Linked DNA regions of Zea mays: region 1 is linked to region 2. Evidence: chromatin contacts called from public Hi-C data. All regions are on one chromosome and are shown on one strand. The core of a region is the stretch at or near the end of the contact, and the rest is flanking DNA. Distances in the headings are between cores, read along the strand shown. Region 1 holds the start of LOC100278330. Region 2 holds the start of LOC100284040 (elongation factor Tu).

Evidence for each region. A called contact is a pair of places that touch in the nucleus more often than the background predicts.
Region 1: a contact with region 2 is called in a Hi-C map of tassel, with 2.7 times the contacts expected there. The contact joins the promoter of LOC100278330 here to the promoter of LOC100284040 in region 2. A contact is called at or near these places in 2 of 25 Hi-C or Micro-C datasets (leaf and tassel).

The regions. Positions count from the first base shown.
Region 1 is chr5:184,524,258-184,527,864 of Zm-B73-REFERENCE-NAM-5.0, forward strand. LOC100278330 reads left to right here and starts at 1,735. Exons shown (of 1, transcript NM_001151641.2): 1 at 1,735-3,570. The coding sequence starts at 1,872. The coding sequence ends at 3,323. LOC100274541 reads right to left here and starts at 1,541. Exons shown (of 10, transcript NM_001360606.1): 1 at 1,369-1,541; 2 at 1,171-1,290. The coding sequence starts at 1,485.
Region 2 is chr5:184,367,284-184,371,169 of Zm-B73-REFERENCE-NAM-5.0, forward strand. LOC100284040 (elongation factor Tu) reads left to right here and starts at 2,351. Exons shown (of 1, transcript NM_001156938.2): 1 at 2,351-3,886. The coding sequence starts at 2,450. The coding sequence ends at 3,847.

The DNA of each region.
Region 1 (3,607 bases), core at 485-2,984, 160 kb after region 2:
GGTTACCGTCAAATCGAGGAAAATTAATCATAGGTAATCGACCAAAACCCCCCCGATGCTGCTCATGGAATTCATTGGAGTAGAACTGATCTGAGTTAAGTGGTGGGGAATGGTTCGTACCCTTGACCGGGTCACGCGTTTGGGATCGGAACCCAAACTCGCGATCCCGGTGATGTTTGTTGTCGCGGTGGCCTAACGGCCCGTCGGCATTGATTCCGTGAGGTGGGCGCCCGGCGGCCGACTCATGTTGGCCGAAGAGACCCGGCTGGTGGAAAGCGGGAGTCCGGTGCTCGCGTTCGAGGAATCGCGTAGCCCGTGTCACCTCCAAGGACAGATCGGCGACGCGCTTCTCAATTGTGGGAGTCCACTGCTCGAACTCTGCTTGTGCCATCTCGACAGTGATGAAACGCGCGGTCGCACGTTGTTCCGCGTCGTCGACGCGGTGCGCGAGGTCGTCGTAGCATTGCTCGAGGTGGCGACCGAGGGCGACGCAGCGATCGTCGAAGTTGCGCTCGAGAAGGCCACAACGCCCTTCGATGGCGCTCGTCAGACGGATTTCCATTTGCTGCAACTCCTCCAGCACCTTGGAGACGGAGGTCTCGGCTGGTGCCATGGCGGCTGAACGTGGTCGACGCGGAATCGGAACCGTGAGATCCAGGGTGTAGGCTCTGATACCAGATGTTAAGATCAGGGAAGGGGATCGGATTGTTATAGCATGTGCAAGGGGAAGAACAAGAGGGAATACGGAGGGACACGAGAGCCAGACGGCGTCTCGTATATTCAGTAGTATTTTCTTCCAAAAGTTCATCCCACATTACAATAGAGCAGCATATATAATAGGTCTTAGCCAACGTCTAGCAGCCTATTTGGCCCACATTGGCCCAGTAACAAGCACATTTGGCCTGCGTGTACGCTTGGAAAGCCTCTGCTTCACGTTGTCTTCTCCTGCTTCTTCCGTTTCACCATTCCCAGTATCTCCATTGCTGACACAGACATCATATAATATAATGTGCTGGTGCTAAATTCAAGCACACATTGCATTTACACGAAAAAAATAGAAGGAAAAAAGCATTCCAGCAGTACTGCAGTTTCGAGCTGAGAGTAACTTGAGGATAAATTTGCACTGCAAATAAAATGAGCAGGGTTACAAACGAGGTGAAAGAACCTCACCAGGGCCTCCCACCGCCTCCTGGCGGCAGCCTGCTCCTTGGTCTGTCTCAGCTCCTCGTCCTCTTCCCCCTCCTTTCCTCCTCCGACCACCGCCCCCATCCTCACCACCCCGCTCCATCTCTGGACAGTGGACACACAGGGCCATGAATGAACAGAGCACAGCCAACGAGAGGGAGATGCTCAAGTAAAAGCCCCAACCTTTGAAGGGAGGAGACCACGGGCAAGGTGTCGGGGGAGGAAGCCGGAATGCGCCACGGCCGGGGTGGTGAAGGCGCCGGCGACCCTGCAAGCGAGGCCGAGAGGTGGCGCTGCCATTTTTTGTTGTTGATGTGCTTGCTTCCAGTTCCAGGCCAGAGGAAGGTCCCGCCGCGGTTGTAGCTGTGGAGCGTTATCCCCGTTGCGTTTGCAATTGGTGCAACGGGAGGCCGGTGGGGCCCGGACTGAAGACTCTGGAAACGTGAAACTTCAGCACGGCTCGACAAAAGCACAAGAACTACCCCCCACCTTCCCCAATCCGCAGCAATTCCATTCCCCATCCCACCGCTTCCCCACCTCTCCCCCACCCGCGCGTCCGGCCGGGTGCCCCAATCCGATGGCTTGACTGGTCCCACAACGCACCGACGGCGCCGACAAGCTCCCGTCACGCCGCCGCCGCCGCTGGCGGCGGCGGCGCTCGTCGCGCTGGCTGCTACGGCGGCAGCATGGACACCGCGCTCTGCGACGACCTGCTGCAGGTGGTGTTCGGCCTTCTACCGCCCTCCGCTGCACCGGCCGTGTCCCTCGTCTCCCGCCGCTGGCTCGCACTCCTCAGGGCCGCGACGTCGTCCCTCAGCCTCCGCCTGCCTGCCTCCTCGGCGGCGACCCTCGCCGCCCTGCTGTCTCACTACCCCTTCCTCGCCGCCCTGACCGTGGTCTCCGCTGGTACGCCGGTCCACGACGCCGACGCCGTGCTGCTCGCTGTCGCGGCCGCGCCGGCCGCTTCCCGGCTCTCCACGCTGCGGCTCTTGCCCGATTGGGCGGTCTCCCCCGCCGCGCTGCTCACGGTCTGCCCTGCACTCGCCGGTCTGACGTCGCTCCACCTCACCGCTGTCCGCCCCCTATCTTTCCGCTGGCTCAAGCTGTTGCCGCGCCTCAAGTCGTTCGCCCTTGTCAACTCCGCCGCCACCGTTGACTCCGCGGGCTCGAGCTCGGATGACGCCGACGGCGAGGCCGAGGACGTCGCAGGGACATTGCCGCTGGAGAAGCTGTCACTTTGCGGCATCCGCTCCGGCGACCGCGGGCTTGGGTGGCTGTGGCGGCGGTGCGGGAGCCTCAAGTGGTTGCAGCTGCGCGCCTGCGACGGTACCGGGGACGGGCCCGCGTCGCTGGCCTTCGCGGGTTGCCTTGCTGGCTTGCTCGCGCTTGAGCTTCGTGCTTGCCGTGCTGTCGCCGACCGTGTACTCCTCCTTGCAGCCGACCATTGCCGCACGCTAACGTCCCTCCTGGTCTATGACGGCGGCGGCAGCGAGGCCCTTCACCGGTTCATCCAGCAGCGTGCTGCTGGTCTGCACACCTTGGACCTTCGCCTCCCGCTTGACCTGCACAACGATCATCTCCTCGCCATTGGAGCTGACTCAGTTCACAATGCTACACATGGCCTAGCTTCACTTCGCCTCCAGAGCTGCGTCCTTATCACAGGGGACGGCCTCCGGTCCCTGGCACGCACAGCCGCCGGAGCCGGCATAGAAGAGCTCGCCTTGGTGAGTTGCGACGTGGTGGAGCGGGAGCCCGGGTTGCTGACATTCCTCAGTCAGAGCATGCCGCGGCTCCGTCGACTTAACCTGTCTTACAATGAGACACTGAACGACAAGGTGATCGGCGCCATGCTTTCATCCTGCCGGAATCTCATCGACATCAGGCTCAGGGGGTGCCGGGGCCTGACGGGAGGCTCGCTCCTCTCGCTGCTTAGGCACTGTGGGCAGTCACTGGAGATCCTTGACATCTCCCGCTGTCCGGGCATTGCTGTAGGTAACGTTGAGCTCTTTGCCCAGCGCGCCGCTAGGTTGAATCATGTGATCATCGAGGAGAGCGCGATGTCGGAGGAATTGAAGGCAATCGCTCAGAAAAAAGGCATGAAGGTTGGCTCATTGCCGTGCGAAGGAGGACCATTCTGAAGTAAGGTTATATCTCCTTCAGAATGCAGTTCCATGTTCTGTGCAACTCGATTTGTGAATGTAACCTTCACTGGAATGTTAATAAAATATTGCTGCTTAGTACTTGTGTATGCAGCTTTGTATCTGCCTTGTAAGCTTATTATGACTAGCCTCTTGGTGCCTGCTTGACATGTAAATTGAGCGCTAAAGGTGTGCTGTTGTATATGTTCAACAATTGCCATGGAATAGTACAGAAAATTCAAACCAAGAGAAAAATGAGCCATCCGGCCATTTGATGTTGGGAC
Region 2 (3,886 bases), core at 1,101-3,600:
CGGACCGTCCGGTCGGTGAAAAATAAGAAAACCCCGAAGGTGACGGGTTCAGTAAAATGTATTTTTAGCGTCCTCGCGGACCGTCCGGGGTGCACGACCGGACCGTCCGTGACTGCTTTATCTGACATCTGACAACGCATTAAATGCTCTATAACCGTTGATATAGCCGTTACTGCTGACCGTTGCGATTTCAGCCGTTGATGTGCAGGGGCAGACCGTCCGGACCAGAGGCGCGGACCGTCCGCGGTCGGTAGAAAAGGAGCAACGGCTAGAAAGTGGTTGGAGGCTATAAATACAACCCCAACCACCTCCAGTCACTTCACCCAAGCACTCCACTCATACGCATTCAATACAAGAGCTAGCAATCCATCCCAAGACACAATCAAAGCTTCCAATCTCTCAAAGTTCCACAACTGAGACAAGTGATCATTAGTGATTAGTGACTTAAGAGAGAGTAATTCGTGTTTCATTTGTTGCTCTTGTTGCTTGGTTTCTTTAATCGTGCTTTCTTCATCTCTCTCTAAAGTCTCTAAGTGTTTTTGTAAAGCTTGCGAGAGACACCTAATTGTGTGGTGATCCTTACAGGGTCTTAGTGACCCGTGAGATTAAGAAGAAGCACTCAACCGGTTTGAGTGACCGATTGAGAGAGGGAAATGGTTGAAATAGACCTAGCCTTTGTGGCCTCCTCAACGGGGACTAAGTTCTTTGGAACTGAACCTCGGTAAAACAAATCACCGTGTCCACTCGTCAATCCTCACTTGATTTGTTTTTCCTCTCTAAAAATTCCCTTGCTCATATTGATTTGAGTTTGCCCCCAAAGGTCATCAGCATTGATTGAGCAACTCTAAGCAAGGAGAACTATCATTTAATTATAATGCTAACCCCGACCTTAGTGCAAGTTTAAGTTTATAAATTTCAGGTTTTGCCTATTACCCCCCTCTAGGCGACTTTCAGAAGCAATCGTACGGGGCCGCATGCGCCGCTGTGTACGACAAGCTCCGGTGCAGCCGCCGCTTGGACACGATCCAGAGCGGTTGTACCTCACTGTCCATCGCCAAGTAGGGGGACCTTGTGGTCGTCGCCAACGTCGGCGACTCTCGGGTTGTTCTGAGCACTACATCCGACGATGATGCCATCACACCGTCCAGCTCATCGTCCACCTAAAGCCCAATCTGTCACGTAAGTCGCTACTGACCGGTCATGAATTCTTGTGCGCTGGAATGACGGCCGTTGCTGACGTTGTGAGTGTTCTCGAACATGATGTATGTAGAGGAGTAGCGCATCCGGTGGTGCAACGACTAGGTGCACTACCTCGATGAGCCCGGGGTGCATTTCGTCTGGCAGTCCAGCCAAGAGTTATTGGTACTCGTCATGTCTCGCGCGTTCGACGACTACTATATCAAGCACTGTGGCATCATCTCGGCGTCGGAGGTGACGCAGAGGAGGACCGACAACAATGACCAGCTCATCATCCTTGCCACCGTCGGGGTAGCTTTTGTGACAACCTGCCTTTAATTCTTTTTGCAAATACACATATTTGCCTTTTTTAAGCAAACACGTATAATGGTGCGTGCTTGATGACTGATGATGTACGAGAGAACTTCTTCCGGTAGTTGTGGGACGTATTGTTCAATGATGAGATCGTGACATATATCGAAGTCTGCGTGATACTGATGGTTGCAATGTAGTGGTGAAATTGCTAGATTAAAATAACAAAATTTATGTATGGTTAGGATCACAAATGAATTATGAAACCTTTTCTAATAACAGTATAACACATATTTTATATATAAGTTATCGTAGTATTATATGTTCTCGTTACAACGTACGGGCACTCACTTAGTGAATAAATAAGAATGAAATATAGAGGAAACTGGAAAGATATAGAGAAGAGAAGTAGGGTTGAATATAGTCTCGTGTAAAACAGATCCTCTGTCTCACTCTCAATCTCATTCCTTATTTCAAACTTCTATCTCCGAACACCGCGTACTCTATTTTTCACTCTATCAGGTAGAGGCTAGGACTCGTCTCCGACCTACCGTTGTGCTCAGCAATGGCGTTTTCCATCTGGGGCGAACGTTCCAGAATCTAAAGGCCGTTTCAGTTTACGTGGCTCCATGTGACACGGTAGACGGAGCAGTTGGCGCGGTGCAAACCGAAGGCAAGGCTGGCGTTCACCGCGGCGACGGCACCGACGAGGCGCATCCTGGGCCTCACCCCAATTTTTTCTGGCCCAAACGTACCCATTTTTTTTCACGTATCCGACACGGGCCCGAGGCGCCCACCCATCGAGCGGCTGGCGATTGCGCCCGCCGGCTTATCCCCCGCCCTCTCCTCTCGCTGCGCTTCCCTTCTAGATAAGCAGCGCAAACCCCTACTCTCTCGCCTCTCCCTATCCATCCCCAAATAATCCCCACCTCCCGCTCATCCTCCGCCTCCGCCGCCCGCCATGGCCTCCCTCACCTCGGCCTCCACCTCACTCCTCTTCCCGCAGGCCTCCTCATCCAGGAGCCGCGTCCGGCTCTCCACCTCCCTGGGCTTCTCCGCGCAGCCGGCGCGGCTGCGGAGCCGGGCGGCGGCAGGAGGGCAGCGGCGCGGGAGCCTGCTGGTGGTGCGCGCGGCGAGGGGAAAGTTCGAGCGCACCAAGCCGCACGTAAACATCGGCACCATCGGTCACGTCGACCACGGCAAGACCACCCTCACCGCCGCGCTCACCATGGTGCTCGCCTCCGTCGGCGGCAGCGCGCCCAAGAAGTACGACGAGATCGATGCCGCCCCCGAGGAGCGTGCCCGCGGTATCACCATCAACACCGCCACCGTCGAGTACGAGACCGAGACCCGCCACTACGCGCACGTCGACTGCCCCGGCCACGCCGACTATGTCAAGAACATGATCACCGGCGCTGCGCAGATGGACGGCGCCATCCTCGTCGTCTCTGGCGCCGACGGTCCCATGCCGCAGACCAAAGAGCACATTCTCCTCGCCAAGCAGGTCGGCGTTCCCAAGATCGTTGTCTTCCTCAACAAGAAGGACATGGTCGACGACGAGGAGCTGCTCGAGCTCGTCGAGCTGGAAGTCCGCGAGCTGCTCAGCAACTATGAGTACGACGGCGACGAGGTGCCAATCGTCGCTGGCTCCGCCCTCAAGGCGCTCGAGGCCCTCATGGGCAACCCTACCCTGAAGCGCGGCGACGATGAGTGGGTGGACTGCATCTTCAAGCTGGTTGATTCTGTGGATTCCTACATTCCAGTGCCACAGCGGCAGACCGACCTCCCGTTCTTACTCGCTGTTGAAGATGTCTTCTCCATCACCGGTCGTGGTACAGTTGCCACTGGCCGTATCGAGCGTGGCACCGTCAAGATTGGTGACACAGTCGATATCGTTGGAATCCGGGACACCCGGAACTGCACCGTGACTGGCGTTGAGATGTTCCAGAAGACCATGGACGATGCCATGGCTGGAGACAATGTCGGACTGCTGCTCCGTGGTATGCAGAAGGATGACATTGAGAGAGGCATGGTGCTGGCAAAGCCCGGCTCTATCACACCGCACACCAAGTTTGAGGCTGTTGTGTATGTGCTTAAGAAGGAAGAGGGTGGCCGGCACTCACCTTTCTTCCCTGGTTACCGCCCGCAGTTCTACATGAGGACAACCGATGTGACAGGGAATGTGACTGTGATTATGAATGACAAAGATGAGGAGGCGAAGATGTGCATGCCTGGTGACCGTATCAAGATGGTTGTTCAGCTCATCCAGCCTGTTGCTTGTGAGCAGGGTATGAGGTTTGCTATCCGTGAGGGTGGTAAGACTGTTGGTGCTGGTGTCATCAACAAAATCATTGAGTAAACTGGATATATCACATCCACCACGAGAATTTTCCTTGTT